Linked DNA regions of Salmo salar: region 2 is linked to region 1. The links are chromatin contacts, called in public Hi-C maps. All regions are on one chromosome and are shown on one strand. Each heading gives the region's core, a stretch centred on a gene start, on an enhancer-like site or on the middle of the called end of the contact. The rest is flanking DNA. Distances are from core to core; before and after follow the strand shown.

Region 1 (3,929 bases), core at 112-2,611:
AGTTAGGGGGTCTGAATACTTTCCGAATGCACTGTAATACTGTAGTTTTTACTGTAGTATTCTCCAGTATACTACAACATGCTATAGTAAAGTATTACCCATGATTGAGGGATACTACAGTGTGTAGTATAGTATCCTATAGTATATTACAGTTTAGAATTCTGTAGTAAGTACTGTGGTATTCTATAGTAAACTGTAGTATTTCTTCATGTGGGCAACTCACTCTCACATACTCACAATCCAACGCCCTCACATCTCTTTTACCCCCACACAAGCAGGTCTCCTACACTCTGACGCTCATCACCTATTCAACAACACTTACTCCCTCATTCACATATTCACTAAACCACTCTCTCACTAACTCACCTATTCACTTCTTCATTCACCCACTCTCTAGTGTATAACCGCCATAGTCCTGTTTTCTGCTTCACTCACCTCCTCATACTCTCCTAGCTATCTCACTCCCTAGGGCACATGAGAAACACTGCTTAGAGATAGGATGAAAAGATAGAGGGAATGGTCTGAGACACAGAGAGTTGAGGAGAGAGAGATGGAGAGAGAGCCAGAGAGAGGGAGTAAGAGAGAGATAGAGAGAGCGACAGAGAGAGGGAGAGACGGAGAGAGAGAGACGGAGAAAGAGAGTGAGAGAGAGACGGAGAGAGAAGGAGTAAGAGAGAGAGATGGAGAGAGGAGTGAGAGAAAAAGAGAGACAGAGAGAGACAGAGAGAGAGATAGAGAGATGGAGAGAGGAGTGAGAGAAAAAGAGAGACAGAGAGAGACAGAGAAAGAAGGAGTAAGAGAGAGAGATAGGGAGATGAGAGAGGAGTGAGAGAAAAAGAGAGACAGAGAGAGAGAGAAAGACACAACCTGTGTTTATGTTGATTTATTTTCCCTTTCGTACTTTAACTATTTGCACATCATTACAACACTGTGTATATATATACATAGTATGGCATTTCAAATGTCTTTATTCTTTTGTAAGTGTAATGTTTACTGTTAATGTTTTATTGTTTATTTCACTTTTGTTTATTATCTATTTCACTTTCACATACGTTTCCCATGCCAATAAAGCCTTTAAATTGAAAGAGAGAGACGAAGAGAGAGAAAGAGAGAGAGAGAGAGAGAGAGAGAGAAACAGTTCCATGTTCTCTTGCTCAGAAAACATGAAAAAGTGGGCCACAGAACAACAACCCCAATGCATACACGTAGACAGATAGATAGGACTGACAGGACTGTGCATTATACCCAGCATAAATATAGAAGGAACCAGTCTCTCTCCACTGCACCCATATGGACATGACCTCCCTCACTCACGGAGCACATGGTGTTACGCTGAATACCGTCCCCCTCTCAACCCCTCAGCGCTTCCGTCACACTCTACAAATAACTCACACAGGGTCCCCACACCCCTCACAACTTCTCATTGGTCGATACAGAGATGTCAATCATTGTTTACCTGCCCTTGTGACCTTTTATTGGTCGATATGGAGCTGTCAATCATGTCCAAGCCCCGCCCAGCCCTGTGTTTTCTGTTTATTTGTGTGCGTTGTGTGTGCCTCCTGACAGTGCTGTACTGTGCTGCGCTGGCTAGGAAAATGCTTACTGCAGCCGTGACTGTGAAATACTGCACGCTTCCACGGACGGACAAGGGCAAACACTCCTTGTTCAGGGGCTTTAAATCACACAGCACTGGAGGAGGTACACACACACGCACACACACACACCATAAACACACACACACACACACACAACATAAACACACAACATAAACACGTGAGTGCACACATGAGCGTGCACGTACGCACGCACACACACATCCCCACTGCAGAATAGGTGAGAAGGTAATTTTTATGGTCCTGTTGTCCTCCTGTCCCCGTTAATGGTCAGGCCCTCCCTGCACCTGAACATCCTGGACACAGAAACACAGAGAGTGAGGGTCAGTAATTGAAGAGAATCAGTCACTGCTGGACTGAGCTGGACATGGGTGTCCATGAAGTCCTCTATGGGGGCAGAGTTCAATACATGGTTGTATGTGTGTGTTTTGTGTCTGGTCAGGCTCTGTGGAGTAGACAGTGTTAAATGTCTGCCGGGACACGTGGGCATCTATACACACATTAACAACAATAGCTGTGGCAGAACAGTTTGTGGGGGAGACAAAGGTGGGAGACATTTTGTGCATGTGCTCACACACAGAATTATGTAGGCATGCTCGCACACAGGCTGCTGTACATATACACAGGAAGTTCTCTCTCTCCTCTTCTCCTTCCTGTCATCTGCCCAGCCTCTCCCCTTTCCTATCTCCTTTAAAATCTTCCCCTCACCCAATCTATTCTTGTATTCCCTCTCCCCCTCATCTACCCTCTCTCCTCCACCTCTCCCACCGTCTCTCTCTCTCTCTCTGACCTGGCTATTTGCCCTGTGACACTCCCCTCTCTGGCAGGAGGGCCAAGTCCCTGTTCTGTCACTACATGTCATCACCCTCTCTCTTCTCCCTTGTCTCTCACTTTTCACCTCTCCCACCCTCATCTGACTCCCTCATCCTTAGGGCTCAGTCAGGGTGAGAGACAGAGTTATGCTGGTTTGGAGGCAGGGTTAGACAGACGGATTGGATGGATGGGTGGACTAGAGAAAGACTAGAGAAAGGCACAGGCACCAGAGCCTCATCCCACCCTAGCCTCTGTCTGAGACCACTAGACAGACAGGAAGAGAGAGACAGAGAGAGAAATGGAAAACACAGAGAGAACAGCTGGTCTGGTAATGTAATACTGTAGCCGAGTCTAACTCCATGTACTGGGCGATAGTATAGGATAGACTGGGCTAGTCTGGGAGATTGGGGAGGATAGACTGGGCTAGTCTGGGAGATAGGGGAGGATAGACTGGGCTAGTCGGAGATTGGGGAGGATAGACTGGGCTAGTCTGGGAGATAGGATAGGATAGACTGGGCTAGTCTGGGAGATTGGGAAGGATAGACTGGGCTAGTCTGGGAGATAGGGTAGGATAGACTGGGCTAGTCTGGGAGATTGGGGAGGATAGACTGGGCTAGTCTGGGAGATAGGGTAGGATAGACTGGGCTAGTCTGGGAGATAGGGTAGGATAGACTGGGCTAGTCTGGGAGATAGGGGAGGATAGACTGGGCTAGTCTGGGAGATAGGGTAGGATAGACTGGGCTAGTCTACCCCTTGACTGCTGTAACGACAGCCTACCACAGAGCACCATACTACCTAGTACAGAGGATCTCTGTATCTCTGCATGTCCCACCAGAACAGTCTCTTATTCTCTCTCACCTCCCCCCATCTCCCTCTGTGTAACGTGTGTGGGAGACGATCCGTGAAATCCACCTGATAACCAAGTATACCGTTACCCTGCTGCTGCTGTGGAGTCATCACCTGGAGAGCAGTTGGACCTACAGGCAGGAGGAGGAGAGGGAGGAGAGGGAGGGAAAGAGGTGACAGGGTGGCACACAAAAACACAGATGTATCTACATAAACACTAGCTATAGCTGGCATGCCAGAGGTGTTCGGACTGTGTACCATAACTGTCTCTCTCTTCATAAACAGCATTAAAACGATGCAGACCAGGCTATTGAACGTCAGAGGTGTTTTTCTAACAGAGTACCATCATCCCTCTGAGGCTGAACGAATGGCAACAGTAGCAGTAGCTCGCTAGGCTACATGACAGACTCAGAATCCCCTCTCTGGTTATGCGTGACATCAGACACCCAAGCACGTCAGCATGCGTGTACATATGTCCGTAGGATAGACTGGGCACAGCCCCTGCATGGCTTATGAGGAGATGGGTGGAGCAGGGAGTGGGAGGAGGGGTAAAATTACATCACAATACAATTTCATGGAAGTAGTTTTTAAGGTGCTGTAGCCCTTTACTGTGTGCAGAATAATGTTGCCCCCTACTGGTAGAGAATGGGACATGCA
Region 2 (3,735 bases), core at 290-2,789, 83 kb before region 1:
AATCAACTAGTATGCTATGACGGATCAAGCGTTCACCTCTTCTCTGTCTTGTTTCAAGTCTCAACGTTTATTTGTCACATGCACAGGATACAGCAGGTGTAAAACCCTTACATACAAGCGCTTTCCCGAACAATGCCTATTCAGTATCAAGGTCTATAGCCTGAATCATCTTTAACAATGCAATGTCACGCTATGGAACAGAACGAACTAGTTTATAAATAGCCATGACAAGCAAGGGGATCTAGTGAATTTGCCTGCATATCTACAACTCAATACGAACAACCTAAAGATTTCATAGTAGATGAAAACGATGTTCATAATGTTAGAAATCTCCACACAGAAAGAGCTGTGCTGTTTTTTCAATACGAAGCTATAGAGAAGCACTAGAACTGATCGTGTTACATAATAAATAAGCTAGCCTCGTTACAATGTTGCCAACGTCACAGAGTCGCAGTTACATTCGGAAAGGCATACTGCACTTTTTTTACAGAACAGTTACATATTAGCAATCAGGCTGGCGATAGAAACATGTACCCTGTAAATATTGTATCAGATTGGCGGCTCTCAACTCGCACTACTTGGTATGCTGATTAAACTGTAGCAGTGAACGTCAACTAGGCGAGGCAGGGGATAGACAGGTTAGGTGTTGCTATTATCGGAACAGTGTCGACATAAACGGTTTAGCAAAATGTAACAACTAGTCTATTCATTTTGGATATGGCGAAGTACAGATAGAAAATGCTAAATAAGCTGTATCCAATAAACAATCATACTCGGTCATTACGAAATAGACGGTTTTCTGGCCAACAGCAGATGGTTTTGTTCGTTTGAGGCAGTGTGAGCAGCTACTTTATAATCTCTGCGGACCTATAAATTACCACTTGATTTACTATTAATTCTTTCCGACCTGGAGATTTAATAACGGGGCCAAAAAAAGAGATGAACACAATTCCATGCATAGCCTATTGCCTCTCCGAAAGTTTCTTCTTTCAATAATTTGACAGTCTTGATAGCCAAGCAAATGTAAAGAACTATTTAACTCATATCCCGTCTTTCTCTCTCTCACACACATGCTTCAGTTAGTTAGGCTACCCCTCCCTAACTCCGGGGACTGACGCAGCAAATCAACTTGATTAAAATCCCCTGCGATATAATCTGGGGTAAATAGTTCATCAAGAATACTGGGCTATAGATGATTGATGGATATCCAATCAAACACGCAAAGAGTAATTGAGGCAAAAGCAATACTTACTTTTTCGTACAAAATGAAGATTCTCAGTAGTTTTGAAGTACCGTTAGGGCAAATAGAAGTGTAGGGTAGATATAAATACTTTCTTCACATATAATATAATATTAACATAAAAAAGTATTCCAGTACGTGTAGACGTTGATAGGTTATCGTTATTTATTTTGCTTTAGTTTAGATTTTTAGATTGTTTGGCGTTTTCCCCTTTCAGCAGGCTTGCAGAATGTTTCTTCCCTTCTACCTGGGAGTTTTACAACTTCGTCCCAGTCGGCTGTCATGCGCCTATATTTATAGCTTTCCTCCGCCATGGGCACGAGGTAGGCGGTGATGCGGTTTCAGAGGTCAAAACAATACGAGCACCAAATCTGGGCCTGCAATTGGTCAGGTTGGGGAATCCAGCCTGCTGGAAATGTACAAACTCGAAAGTCTATTGGTTAGTTATACTGTCAATCCAAGGCATAAAAATGAAGAGACGCCCATAACAAGAACATTTGCGTCACACTTTTCCTATGTCTCTGACAACAGACAAAAATACATCGATTATGAAGTCAGACATATGCTAAATTATGTCATTTGCATATAGTATATTTTGATTATGTATTTTCAGCGATGCGTGGTTGATAGATTATATGCCTTTGCTTGTCATCCAACATGAGTTAGATCAGCGTATCAATCATTTCAGCCGAGATATATCTCCCCTATTGCCTCGACAAGGCTATGATATGGAATACTTGCATTCCAATAGGTTAACTGGTATTGCCAAGTGCTTCCGACGTATTTATTTGACATGTTTTAAAATAATGAGCGAGCAATTTGTTGAGCTGAATACACTCTCACCCATGAAACCGTAATAACCATGCGTTATTACCATGCTAAAGCAAACGCAAACTGTTAGATCAGAGAATGGCAGTTTGAAAATGATGAGTAAAAGAAACCGGGGTTGCATTTGGCAATTTCAGTCAAATCTACAGCTCTGTCGGAAAGGACATTCCCAAAGCGGAACGATACCGTTGGAAGCGAAGGGGTTGATCTCCTGCCGAGAAAACACTCCGCTGATTGGCTGAAAACGGGGCAGGAACTCTTTGGTGAATGGTGTGCCCGTATCCAAGGTGCTGATGTAGCAGCCCACGTCATACCTGGGTGGACAGGGCACTCTCGAGTTTAAATTGGACCTTGCTAAATATATATTAGTTACGACGCTCTACTTGATGTAAGGTATGTTGTCCCACTAACTCACGTAGGAAAAGCTAAGCAAACGTGTACTCACCCTGTATAAATGGCTACACAATGGTTTGGCCGTAATGCAAAACAAACCCTTTCCATTCAACAAAATGTAGGTATCTCCACGATCTCAATGTTGTTGTTATTGAATGTAATTACTCTGTAATAAGGAAACTTCAATGTAAAGTGTTACCACCAATAAGAATAATGTGCATACTGCTCATTGCTGTTCACATCATGCACCTATCAGGCTCAGATTTCCAAGGCCAGTAGTTTTCCATGCTGTTAACCCTATCACACATTCACTACCATGTTAAAACCAGGACTGTAATCTTTTACCACACATATCTGGCATTTACCATGACTAAGACCTTGTGGTGGGACGCATAACAGGTGTGTGTACTGTAACGCCTAGCAGGCCTACACACATGCGCATCAACATTTACATTTACGTCATTTAGCAGACGCTCTTATCCAGAGCGACTTACAAACATCACCACAATCATTGTTTTGTGTTCCTTAAAAGTGTTTTGTCAACATTTGTGACATTTGTAATGCAACTACATTGATAACTGTTATAGTTCATGTTATAAATGCAGGTAACAATAAGGCTATAACTGCACACAAAGACTTTGATGAGAAGTTGCTTATTGCTGGTGTGTAATAGCCTCGCATGATGTGTAGCGCTGGCTTGTCATTCCTTAGTCTCGTGCTACCATAACAGACACTACACAAATCCATGGAAGTATTACTTCCACAGTAACACCAGTATTACATCACAGAACCTCTTCCTATGCCAGCATAATATGGTTGTGAAGAGGAAGCAAGTGTCTTCTGGTTTGCTTGTAGTGGACTTTTATACATTCTTTAAACGCTTAGGTTTCCCAAGCATGAACACAAGCAAAATCACATGTTGTAGTGCAGGTCGGGGACTGGAAGCTGTTAACGCATAAAGACATCCAAAGGTGGTTGTGGATGTTGGATATTAGGTTTATAATAAGTCTACAATAGCTTCTCAGTCTAACCATATAGAAAGGGAGGACACATTATTTGACAGGTGGGTTTTAGATAGAAGCTGCCCCGGCCCTCTTGGCACAGATCTCAGATCAGTTTTTCCTCCATGAATCCTTCACTTAACTTTTTAGGGAGGAAAAACCAACTGAGCTTCGATTAGTGTCTTGATCTACACCTTGGTGGCATGCATACAGCGTACAGAGAGAGAGAGTGTACTGCACAGAGAGCTCAGTGGCCTTGGCTTGGCAAGGCCT

What was found. A called contact is a pair of places that touch in the nucleus more often than the background predicts.
Region 2: a contact with region 1 is called in a Hi-C map of muscle, with 3 times the contacts expected there. The contact joins the promoter of LOC106592182 here to the enhancer-like site in region 1. A contact is called at or near these places in 2 of 3 Hi-C or Micro-C datasets (gill and muscle).

The regions. Positions count from the first base shown.
Region 1 is chrssa06:24,579,228-24,583,156 of Ssal_v3.1, reverse strand. No RefSeq gene overlaps it. Among protein-coding and RNA genes, the nearest start is that of LOC106593977, 62 kb to the right of the region's middle. Within about 2 kb of position 1,361, at least 2 of the 13 cell types and tissues checked have an H3K27ac peak or open chromatin away from gene starts, as enhancers often do. A contact at or near this core is called in muscle, where this site is marked.
Region 2 is chrssa06:24,662,314-24,666,048 of Ssal_v3.1, reverse strand. It overlaps LOC106592182 (protein Tob1), which reads right to left and starts at 1,539. Exons shown (of 2, transcript XM_014183497.2): 1 at 1,253-1,539.